Regions from separate parts of the Mus musculus genome. Here region 1 is linked to region 2. A link is a contact called in public HiChIP or PLAC-seq data. All regions are on one chromosome and are shown on one strand. Each heading gives the region's core, a stretch centred on a gene start, on an enhancer-like site or on the middle of the called end of the contact. The rest is flanking DNA. Distances are from core to core; before and after follow the strand shown.

The links. HiChIP or PLAC-seq counts read pairs in DNA pulled down with a chosen protein or histone mark.
Region 1: an HNF4G HiChIP or PLAC-seq map of pancreatic cancer cells shows a contact between it and region 2. The contact joins the promoter of Ehf here to the enhancer-like site in region 2. A contact is called at or near these places in 3 of 39 promoter capture datasets (erythroid cells and liver), 2 of 115 datasets of contacts at active chromatin or transcription factors (embryonic stem cells and pancreatic cancer cells) and 1 of 9 other capture datasets (adipose tissue).

Annotation. Positions count from the first base shown.
Region 1 is chr2:103,301,347-103,307,693 of GRCm38.p6, reverse strand. It overlaps Ehf (ets homologous factor), which reads left to right and starts at 4,498. Exons shown (of 9, transcript NM_007914.3): 1 at 4,498-4,639.
Region 2 is chr2:102,804,336-102,810,761 of GRCm38.p6, reverse strand. No RefSeq gene overlaps it. Among named protein-coding and RNA genes, the nearest start is that of Gm13872, 61 kb to the right of the region's middle. Within about 2 kb of position 4,786, at least 31 of the 459 cell types and tissues checked have an H3K27ac peak or open chromatin away from gene starts, as enhancers often do. A contact at or near this core is called in pancreatic cancer cells, where this site is marked.

The DNA of each region.
Region 1 (6,347 bases), core at 3,249-5,748, 500 kb before region 2:
GATAGTGGGAAGGGCAATCTTAAGCAAAACATAACCTATGAAAGCAACTGATAATTGTACAATGGGATAACGGGAGTTAAAAACAAGATATTGTGTGTTTGAAAACTGCTGAGAACAGATTACAACTGTTCTTAGTCCAAAAAATGCTAAATTTTTGTGTTCATGCATATGTTAATTAGTTTGATTTATTCATTCCACAAGGCATACCAAAGCATCATGTTGTATACCTTAGATATATTCAATTTTAATTCATCTGTTATAAAGAGACACAGAGGGTGGGAAAGCCTGCTCTAATTATGAAAAGCTTTTCCCCATAGAGAAAAGAAAATTCTGGTTACAGAAAATTTGTCTGGCAGAGGTCAACTTTTGCTTGGTCTTCTGGCCCTTTCTGAGACTGAGAATTGGTCCTGAGAGTCTGGGAGTAGTTTGATTCGAGAACCAGAGTGATTGTCCCCACAGTGGAGTTGGGACAGTGTGTGAGGCTGGTCCTGAGGGAAGATAAAGCCAGAGAGGGAATAGCAAGATAATACACTGTAGAAGAGGTAAGGCAGGGGCAATGGTGCTGGGTAGGAATTTAGGGTACTTCTGTTTTTTTCTTTAGTGCTTAAGTAGGGCTGGAGACATGTTCAAATGATGGAGAAAGCTGTCTGTTTGTCTGTCTGCCTGTCTGCCTGCCTGTGTCTCTCCATCTGTCTCTTGCCACATTGAGCACTTCTCAGCATCACTGGCTCCTCCCTACTTCCCAGCGAGGCTGTCTCTCACCTCAGCAGTGCGGAGGCCTTGCTCAGCAGCTGGTGGGTGCACAGATGTGATGGTGATAGCCACAGAGAGCTCTGTGCAAACACTCCGTGCAAACGTGAGGACAACAGTCAACCTATGACCTCCCCAAGAAACAGAAGGCCACTTTCAGGGCCTGTGAGATCATTGCAGGGTCCAGAAATCTAATCATTAACGTTCAGAACTTAAGAGGATGGTAAGACCTGTCGGGAAGATGAAGCAGGTTTCTATTCAGAGTATTTGTGTTTCTAGAGACTTTATGTACATCATATGTATGAAGTCTAGTTCCTTATTTGGCTATAACCAGGCTAATAAGTGACTGACTTTCTACCTCCTGTTAGTTATACATGGAGAGACAGACAGACAGACAGACAGACAGACAGACACACACACACACACACACAGAGAGAGAGAGAGAGAGAGAGAGAGGGAATATTTCTTGTTCCTGTTCAGCTTGTGTTAAACTTTTGTTTGTCTTTTATTACATATCACACTCAGTAGATACAGATCATCAGGAGAGAATGAGAGACAGCAATATACACAGACACACACTTGCTTTCAAAGATGAATATAGGCTTCTAGTTAGGGTCTGAAGTGTAAAGCCAGTGAGCATCTGCCTTTGTGCAAAACAAGGACATCACTGCCTTTGGCCTTGCAATGACATCGGGGCCTTGTCTGAGCCTTGGACCCCTTAAGGCTTGCTGATCTCAGACTCTCGGTTTAACAGTTAGGTCCCTCTGTTTCTTACTGTGTGTGTGTGTGTGTGTGTGTGTGTGGTGTTTGTTATGCCTGTGTGTATGCACTTGAGTGCTTGTGCACATAGAGGCCAGAGGTTGACATTTTCTTCAGTGGCTCCCCACCTTAGGTTCTGAGACAGGAACTGTCAGTGACTCAGCAGGACTAGCTGACCAGCAAGCCACAGGGAACCTTTTGTCATCCCTAGTGCTAGGATTGCAGGTGCATGCTACCGTGCCTGGCATTTTACCTGGGCACAGTGGATCCAAACGAAAGTCCTCATGTTTGTACAGTAGGCACTTTACTGAGACATCTTGCCTCAGGACTTGACTCAGAGGCTTTGTACAAGTCCGATGCCTGGCAGATTTCTATTCAGAGTATTTGTGTTTCTAGAGACCTTAGTATAGTTCCTGGTTCTATTTCCTTCTTATCTGTCTTCCAGAGAACCTTAGAAACATAGAGTGAATGATAGAAATCTGTGGTGATAATGACACTCTGCCCAATTCTTCTTCATCTACCTACCTACCTGCCTACCTAGCTAGCTAGCTACCTACCTACCAGCACTGTCTTTTTGAAATTGACTATCAGGTAAATGACTTCATCTGGAGGAGTTTCTCCATGAATGAATGCCTAGGAATCGATCTCTCTCTCTCTCTCTCTCTCTCTCTCTCTCTCTCTCTCAATCTCTCAATCTCTCTCTCTCTGCCCCCCCCCCCAAGATGGAAAGTACTGTTTTAGCTATTGTTTTTCTTTTAGAAAGGTAAGTTTAGTCCCAAGTAAAGAAAACAATCAATATTTAATACAGACCCACTAATTATAAGACACTTGGTTAGGTAATATATATTAATATATGTATACATATATATTCATATGTATATTAATATATACAGCTGTGGAGGTACGTGTGTGTATGTATATATATATATACACACACACATATATATATATATATATATATATATATATATATATATATATACACATCCACAGTGGCTGTGGCTATAAGTTGACATCCCACCTCCACCAATGCCCCAGATTGTCCCTTCTCAGGAGTGTCCATCTAGCTTATTAGAATTAGTGTAAAAGGAATGGAAGCAGAAAGAGTCTTGCCTCTTCTTGATATTAAAAGGCCCATAACTAAGAGTGGCTGGGCCTGGGCTACGGAGCCACAAATTTTAGGTATTTGTATTTGATGTTCGTACTTCAGGACTATACACACCATACCCCTTACCAGACTCTGCTGTTTCAGGTGAAGGTCACGCAAAAGTGTGGAGAAGGCTAAGGTTGCTTCCCTAGAGCCCCCCCCCCCGCCCCCCCCCCCCCCCCCGCAGCAAACACCCTATGGTGGGTGGAGTTAGGGTAGCTTGATTCATCTCTCCAGCAAAACTCCAGCTGGCTGTTCCCTGGGGCCTCTCAGATCTGGAGCTGATAGACTAATTGGGGCTAATATGATAATGGGCAGTGATGACATTTACTGTTTTTATAAGGCCCAGGGCATACATTTGCATGTCAACAGAGCCTTTGGCAGCTAGATAAGGTTGAACTGCAGGGGAGGTGGGTTTATTTGCTGGAGGTTAAAGAGCAGCTTCAGAGAGTCACCCTAAACCCTAAACATTAAGGATGCCAATACCTCCTTTAAAGACCCCTCCAAACCCACCCTTGCCTCACCTCTGTCTTTTGAACCTGGAACTTCTCTGAATTCATGGTGCTTAAACCAAGCAACAAGTACAAGAGAGCATTGAAGCTGGCTGGCTCCTGCCCCAGTCAGCAGCACAACAACCATTTGGGTTTTGTTTTTTCCATGAACTTTTGCATACACACACACACACACACACACACACACACACTTTTTTTTTTTTTTTTTTTTTTTTTTTTTGCCACAGAAGGAACTGAGTTGTGATCACAAAATCTTTTTGCCAAACTCCTTCCTGTCTTCCGACAAAGGGAGAAGAGCCTCGCCGAGTTCAACAAACCTGCCAGGGGATGCTTTGCTCATAGAAGGCTGGTGTCCAGGAAGACCCAGAAGGGAAAGTTAATGGTTAGGGGATTGTATTTTTCCTGGCCAGGGTAGTCGCTCACCTGTGCAGGTGGAGAAACATGTGGGACCCAGTGAAGCAAGAATCGGAAACTCCCTGTGCACCCTTAGCTCAGGGGGTGGGGATCTGTGAAATCCGTAGGTCCCCTCAGCAGTTCACATCTTGCTCAGACTGGCATTTGGTTTTCTCTTTTCTGGATCCTACAGGGAGGGCTGATAAGCAGTACGATGCATCGTGTAAGAGTCAAGGGGAAGGGAAGACAAGCTGGTCCTCCAGCCCTTGTCTGGCTGAGGATTGTTGCCCAAAGACATTTCACAGTGGCCCCTCCCTTCCAGGGCTGTCCGATCCTCTGAGGTGCTTACCTGGGACTGGGGAAAAGCCTCTGAAATTGTCAAGAGTCACTACAAAGAGTTGGTCATGATGCCCAGAGACAGACAGAATGGACTAGAAACTAGAAGCTCCTTCCACGCCGGGTACCTGCACAGCCAGGGCAAAGATCTTGATGACATAGCAGAGGACTAAATACGGGTTAGAAAATGAGCCGGATGTTTAAGAGCACCTCAGGCCCTCTTCCTTCATTTGCTTGACAGGGACTTGGACTTGGCTTTTCTATTCCCCCTTCCTCAGAGCATCTTTTGGGGAGCGAGATACTTTTCACCTGAAACTGCCTCTAAGCTGAAAAGTACAGTCACGACCAAATCAATTCCTCATCCATTAACAGGTCGCCTCTGTTCTTGAGACACAGGCATAACCTGGTTAGACCTGTTTTGTTTGAACACTAACGTCTGAGTTGGCCAAATGCAAATGAGCCAATGTTTGTAATCCTTTATTTTATTTTTTTAAAGGGCCGGGCAGCCAATCAGAGGAGGGGGAAGTGACTTAGGGAATTCCCGGTTGGTGGCTTATTGCTTAACATCCTACAAAATGATTTTAAATTATTGTCATATGCATTTATCTTCACTCTGATGAGAGCTCAGACGTGATAAGGCCGTGGCTCCCCATCTCGGTAGGAGCTGGTGTGATAGCTTCCTGCCTTCTTCTTCATCACCAGAGCCATAGGACTTCCCACCCAGAATCTTTAGGTAAATGAGGTAAGTCCTCGCTTTTAAACTTCTTTTGAACCTGAGATTCAAACACCTGCTCGGTGGAAAGACAAGCTGTCTTGAAGCAGACAGGTGAAAATAAACCAGAGGCAGCTGGCAGGAAGTAGAGCTTGTGTTCCCCTGGCTCCCCCACTGGGTCTTGTTAGAGTTTATCTGGGTGAGAGCAGCTGGGTTACTCCTGTGTGAGTGTTATCTGTGAATTCCCTACATTGTCTGGACTGCCAATCAGTGAGAGTCTAAAAGCCCCCGGTTTCTCTCTGCCCATGTGGTATGTATGCCAGAGCTATATCCCTGGGTTAGATTTCTCTGGGACAAAAAAAAGCAAACGGAGACAGGTGACTCTGATGTCGCTCAGTGACGAGCTGGCTGGCTAAGGGATGGTAGTGCTCAGGGTGAGCTTATGGTCTCACAGTCTAGAGGTGTCTTGACTGATATTTCTTCTGACTCAGGAGCTATAGGGAAAAGCCAATTCATCTTTAGTGTATTCCAGTTTGAGGAAATAGGTGTAGATAGGTAAAAGAATCTATATTCACAAAGGCGGCAGGAGTCAGGTGGTCAAGGTTAGGCAGGTGGTACCCTTAAAAATGATCCTAGGCAAAAAGAAAACTCAACTTAGGTAGATGATTTTTACCGTATCACAAGAGGACAGACCAACCCTTTGTTTTTCCACAATGGAATACTATGACCAGACAGGCAGACATGACTCACCAGCAACAAATGTCCTGGATGCAGGGACTCTTTTGATTTTGTTTGTACACTATGAACAAGTGTTGGTCTCAGTGTGGATAGAGCCGAGATCAGTGGGGGGATGAATCTTGTTGGTTCATGAGAGCAACGAAGTGGCAAGACCACGTTAATTTTCTTGTCTTCCTTGGGACTCTGAAATCTGCTTTGCGCGATGATACATGTTCTGGATGAAGCATAAAATTCTCAGAGTCCTCAGGTGTCTCCATTGTTTTTCCACATTGATCTCAGGGAGAATGGGGGAGTTCAGAGTCTGAGATTTCTGATGGAAACGCCAGTTGGTTCTGTGGACACTGGTGTGAGGATTTATCAAGGCAATATCTTTCAATGGATAAGGAGAAGTTAGGGATCCGGAATGGCTGGGCGCTACTTTCCTTGAGGTCCAGGGAAGAGTCAATTTCTACAGAAGAGATAAAGTTTCTTATTTCTCTTTACAGAAGAGATAAAGAGAATTTCACAGTTGAGAATGCTATTAGAATATGGAGCCATGTGGGACTAGTTTCTGCTGCATCACTGGAGAGTGGCATTTAAGAACTGTGGTGGGAGAGACTGGAGTTATTTGGAAGTTTATAACCACATTTAAACACTACCAACTATTACGAGTACCACCTCCCATGTTTCTATTTCACTGGGCAGAGACGTTGAGAGAGCAATCTTGAGGAAGCTGTGTTAGAAGTTCTGTGACCACTCATGAGACCCTTATCCAGGACCTCTTCCCATAGTTGTGGGTATGGACGTGTGCTTGACCTAGGCCTCGTTTATGCAAAAGGTCCCAGAGTCAATAACATTTTTTGTTGTTGTTGTGTGTGCTAAAAATTATATTACCTATATCCACACAAGTTTTCTGATGTTTTCCTTATTATATTATTATAATACTGTGATTTCTTATGTAAATACCTTGGGTCTTTCTAAACTTCTGATAAGCCCCACTCATACCTATGACTCCATGTTT
Region 2 (6,426 bases), core at 3,537-6,036:
CCTGCTTCTACCTCCCAAGGGCTGGGAATACAGGTGTGTATCACCACCAGAGTTGCATCTTTTTTCCCCCTTAAGAAACAAAACAACAAACAAACATCTGCACAAGCTTCCATACTTGAGGCCAGTGTTGAGGGAGTTTGACTTTCCCACAGGAGATCTGTGGTTCAGAGCCATCTAAAATGAGTTAGATGCTGTAAAGTGTGACTTCCTGAGCTGCCTTAGGTCCCTCAGTTTAAGAGAGCAGGAAACATACCTTCATTCCATGAGGAATGCTTCTTAACCCCTATGAAGAGACACTAGGGCTGGAGCTTACAGAGAGAGTGTGTCTGGAATACACAAGGGCCTAGGACCCATTCCCAGCACTACACAGATTGGCTTGGTTGTGCATGCCAATCCCGGCTTTTGGAAGGTAGGAGCGGGGCTCAGAAGTTTAAGGTCATTCTCAGACACATTGTGAAATAGGTCCAGCTAGGATACACCAGACTCCCTCTTAAACAGAAAGGCACTACAGAAATAGAGAGCTATTCTCAAAGGGAGCTTGGGAGAAGAAACAAAACAACAGCAGTGGCTTTGAAGCTGAAGCATCATGGTTAAATGGTAACTGGTTGAAAAATTTGCAAGTGTTCAATCCTGAGTCTGTTGTGGGGGAGTTGAAAAATAACCAAAATTACCAGTTGAGTGCCACAGAGGCTCTGGAATCAGCTATCCTGCAAAAGATGAGGGAGTGGAGGAGCTTAGAGTCTTTGTAAGGGGCAGTTGGAACCCCAGCCCCTGCCCCTGCTCAATGCAGCCTAGTTTATGGTGTTTTCACATTCCCCACAGAGAAGCAGAATTCTACCTATCATCTGGAGAAGGTGAAGTAGTTAAGGGCAACAGTGAACAGTATAAATAAATCTCTCTCTCTCTCTCTCTCTCTCTCTCTCTCTCTCTCTCTCTCTCTCTCTCACACACACACACACACACACACACACACACACAGAGAGAGAGAGAGAGAGAGAGAGAGAGAGAGAGAGAAGCTGTACATATGGAAATGCTCAAATCCCCTGGCCTTCTCTTCTCTCTTTCCTTGGCTCTCAGAACACTGGCAGAGAGTCCTGCTTCCTTCAAGAAGTTCAGCCTTTCTAGGGAATTTTATAAGCCTGGAAAAATGTCTGAAGAGATTCATATGATAGCCCCCAGGGAAACTGTCAGGGATTGTTCAGTAAGAATCACCTCTCAGACCCCATCAGGCACCCGCTCTCTATGCCTCACTTTCTACATTAACAAGAGACAGAGGTACTAAGCCCTTGCAGAAAGCACCTAGCATCAAAATACAAGGACTAAAGCAAATACGATAAAGCCACTTGGAAGAGACAGAAACAATTCTTGGAGAAGGAATAAAACAAATAAACAAAAACCATCATTAGCAACCTCCGTTAGAAAACAGGCAAAGCACGAAACAAGGACAGAACACTCAGGGACGAAAGGACACTCACTGTCTCAAGATGGACCTTTCTCACACTCAAATGTGAAAGGACAGATTTTAAAGATAAGCCCAGGAGGAGGTTTGTAAGATAAAGATGAAGAAATGTTATTACAAAGGTAGTGACAGACAAATGGAAACAGAGAGATGGGCATCACCAAGACTGAGCTCTGGTAGGAAATCTCACATGCAAATCGCAAGAAAACACAGAAAGAGAAAACTATGGTGGTAGAGAGGGGAGATTATGTAAGAGACAAAACACAAAATGCCTTAGAGTTTATGAATATGAATATTTGACTAAGGACCAGGTATGTGTTAATAAAAGACAAAACCACATCAAGTCCTATTGTCTTTAACTTTTTTAACATCCTGGGGCAAAAGATGATCCTGTATTTTCTAGAAAGAAAAAGCATTATTTATAGAACCAAGCGTCAAACTAGGGCCTGCACAAAAAAAAAAAATGTAGAGCTGGATAAGATATTATGTACTTATTATCCCAGCTCGCAAGATTCAAAACAGCTAGGACAATCATAAGTCTGATAGGCCAGCCTTGGCTACAAAGAAAGACACTATCTCAAAAATAAAACCAAGCAAAAAAAAAAAATCACAAAAGAATCAGACTTCTCACTTGTCATCTTTGAAGAGAGAAGGCCAACAGACACGGGAGAATGAAAGTTTCCAGCCTAGAGGAAGCTTGCCAAATGGAGTGTACCCTCAAAAGAGCTTCCCAGAGACTTGGGTATTTCCAAGAAAAATAACTTGTAACCCACAGACTACACTAACCCTGGCTGAGTAGTAAAATCTGTGCACCTGTAGAACCCTTCCAAAACCAAGGGCCCCTAGAACTCTAACAGTAAATAGTAGGCCTTCAAGAATACACCACTGGAAGTTTTACCTTGAACTAAATGAACATCATGAAAGTGTTTTGTTTAGCCTGTGTTAAATTAAACTCATTTAACTATACTTAAAGAAAATGTGGAGGGAAATATTTCCAGGCTAGACTCTTGACTGAGCTATGATACAAAGTATGGATAAGAGGAGAATTTCAGATATGCACAGTATCCAAGCCCATTCAGTCATTCTCAGGCAACCCCCAAAGAATGCATTCTACCTAAAATTAAATGCTATCAAGAAAAGAAAGATGTGAGGGTGAAGAAATAAAGAGGATTCTTTAAATGGCGGAAGGAGATCCCAGGGGATGATGGTCCATCCAATCTAGGGGGAAATCAGTCCAAATTAGAGAACAGACTAAAAATAGAACAAATACATGGTTTGCCTCTGTTGACTCCTAATTAAAAAGGGATTCACATTTTGCTTGTATCAGCTAACTGCCGATGCAGTAAGATGAGCTCTAAAATTAGATGCTTAAAATAACAAACATTAACGTATTTCTCCCAAGTCTGAGGGTTGATTCAGTCTCTCTGCTGATCTGGGCTGGCTCAGTTGACTCATTCATGTTTATGTTGTTGATAAACTGCTTGGAGAAACACTGCCAGTCTAGGATGGTTTCATCTCGGATGCCAAGATTGTTTCCATATGTATCTCACATGCTACCAGCTGGCTTGTATAGGCCTGGCAGGGACCTAGAAAGAAAATGAATGCTTACATAGCTCCTAGTGGTCAAAGCCCAAAACTAACTTTGTATGATTCCACCATATTGTTTTGGCCAAGCCCAAACCCAAGTGCAACTTAGATTTAAAGGAGAGAGAGAGACAGAGACAGAGACTGAGAGACAGAGAGAAACAGAGAGACAGAGACACACAGAGAGATTGATTGATTCTGTCTTCCAGTGGGAAGAGCTATAAAGATACCTTCCAAAGAATGAGACAGGAGGAGACCAATTACAAGGCCTTTTAGTACAAACAGTTTATAGTGGGTGTGTTGAAAGATTTTCATGGCTTAAGGCTACCTCTGATATTTATGTTTATGTTTATGTTCATGTTTTTGTTTCAGAAACACCATTTAGGCCATAGCAGTAACATAGCATGGAAAACCATGAACAAATTCATAAATGCCATTCTATTGGAGAAGAAGGAGCAGACACACGCAAGTATGTATGTTTGGGAGTATCCAGAGCATTATAAAGATCACGAGCACTGGTGTCAGGACTAAAAGCTGGGTTTTTTAATATTGGTTCTTTCACCTACTTAGCAGTCGGATCCTGCTTACATTTCTTAAATAACTGGAGTTGTAGTTTATCACCCGAAATAAAGAGTGGGCAGGAAAAGTGTCCACGGCTAGGGTATTAGGTAAGGTTCTTAGTGTTATCTGGTGTGTTATAGGCTCTCAAAATGTTAATTTCAAGGCTGAGGAGATGGTTCATTCAATAAACCATCTGCTGTCCAGGCACGAGGGCCTACCTGAGTCCACATCTCCAACATCCAAGTAAAAAGCCACATGTGGAGGTACCCCAACCTCTGGGACCCCCAGTATAGGCAGATCTCTGGGGCTCACTGGTTAGACGGCCTGGCTTAAAGGACTTCCATGTTCAGTAAACGACCCTGTTTCAAAATCAAGGTGGAGAACAATCAGAGATGTCAAGAACCTTTGAAATCAATCTCTGGTCTTCCCATAGGTGCATACAGCCATAGGAACACATTCATACAATACAAACACGCAGACATATAGACACACACACACATATGCACACACATGCATGAGTACACAACACCTACTGACACAGACACACAAACAAACATACACACATGAATTCCTACCTGCCATGTCAACATTTATACAGTAGGTCTTTAGTTTCTTCCTTCCCCATCCCTTCTTGTTTCCTGAACTCTGACCCTAATTGTGTGGTTATTAACTTAGGGTGACTATATCCATATTATTTAAAGATCTAAGGCACCTTGTGAGGCAAGCTCATTGATTTTCACAGAAGAGCTTTTGTTTTCAAAGCAAGACCTAAGAGCAAGGAGTCACCAAAGCAAACATCTGGTATCCTTGATGAAATATCAGCCTATCCAAGATGTGGCTACACATTAACCAAAATTGGGCACCAAGCTGTGGCTTTTGATGTCATCCTCAGGAAGTGTCTTACCCCACCTTTACTCAGATTGAGCGCACTCCCCCTTCCTAGTACCGCCTTGACCGTGTCCACCTGTCACTAACATAGTTCAATCTTATCAGTTTCCCCATTGTCCTCTCTCTTCCACTTTGGCAAACTTATTGAGAACAGGCTTTGTGTTTGTACCTCCAAACGGGAACAAACATCCCAGCTCAATTATGGCCTCCAAAGTTACTATCTAGTACTGATCACTTATGAATGTCTGTGTTTATACATTCAACTAGTGATGAAGAAATCCTTATCCCATTTTTAATGGATGAGTCAGCTAGGAACACAGAGAAGTATATTGTAGTCTCCAAACCACCCAAGTAGAAAGTGGTAGAGTTATGCTGGAGTTCTGACTTCCCCTGTCTCATTGCCTATTGTCATAAGTTTGTTAACTTGAATTTGTTGATATTAAGAGATCATTTTCAAACCTTATAAGCCAGGCCAACACTCCAGAGCTCTCTGTGGGAGTCAAAGAGTCTTCCTGAAGCATAAGTGAAGATATGTACCATGTAGGCTATATTGACGAAGGAGTTTATTTAGAAACCTATAAACACCTCCTAGATGCTGTATTTATTGGAAGAAGGAGGATCAGGTCATGTGGAAGTGTGGGGAGTTGTGCCATGGTGGCCCACGCAAAGGGTCATAGAGTTAGGAAGTCTGATCCAGCACCCTGGCCTCGGGCCCCACTTCTTGCCTCTGCTGACATCTAGTCTTCAACACCAGTAGTTTGTTTGCTTGTTAGGGCTCCCCATCTCCCGCCCCTTCCATCCCACCCTCCTCAGGCTTCCAGACTGCTGACCTCATCACGTGGTGACTGCTGTTTTCCAGCAGCTTCATCCAAACCACTTCCTCCATCCTCACCCCCGGAGGAGAAATGGCAAAAACTCCAGGAAAAGCAGCTAACATCTAGTTTTAGCATGACCGTCTTTAAAGTCAGACCCTGGGTTCAAACCCAACTTTGCCATACTTTGTTTACTGATGTGTATCTTAAGTAATTTAGCAATGATGTGTCTTCATTTTCTCATCTGTAAGATGGGAATAGTCATTTCTATCAGAAAGATATCTGGGAAATTGAATGAGACAAAAAGACAAAATTTGATAGGAGCATATGGCTTTTCTGTTTCTCATTCCTCACACCAGAAGTGCTGACACCCTAGTCTTCTCACCCAGATACTCAAATAGCTATTAGAGAGGAAACAGGGACCTCTCTTGTTTTCTGGGGAGTGTGGAAGTAGGCAGGTATGTTACTGCTTTTTATTTTATTTTATTTTATTTTATTTTATTTTATTTTATTTTATTTTATTTTATTTCACAAAGGCCTTGCCAGAACTTGGTGTCCTCTAGATGTAGAGAGGAGAGAACGGCTACCCATTCCAGGGCCCAGCCTCCTCAGAATCTAGGCAGACAATTTGGAATTTATCTGCTTAGAAGTGGGGAGGCAGGTTTTGAGCAGTTGGAGACCTGAAGGAAATTCAGATTTCTGATGAAGTCAGTGGAGTTCTTGAGAGCTTTGCTTTTTTACTTTCTCCCTCCTATCACTTGAAGTCTCCTCAAGAAATAGAGAATATCCAGAAAAAGATGTCAGAAAGATAAAAGGAGAAGGGTGAAAAGAAGAAAGGGATCAAAACAGTTATCCAGGAGCACTCAGATAACGGTTGTTTATTAAGTCTCATCTGTGAACACAGTAGCCACATAAATCACAGTAGCTGTAAAGCAGTGGGTTTTAAAAAACAAATTTCTAGACTAGCTGCTCTTGGCTTCTCTTCTAACTGTTTGAAGCCAAGGTTTGGGAAACCACTGAAGCTCAGAAATACAAAGCCCGAGTTGCAAAGCCACTAGTGATGCTGGAGTCTCTCTCAGTGCTGGAGCTTCTCTGAATCAGAAAAAAAATCCCTGATACCTG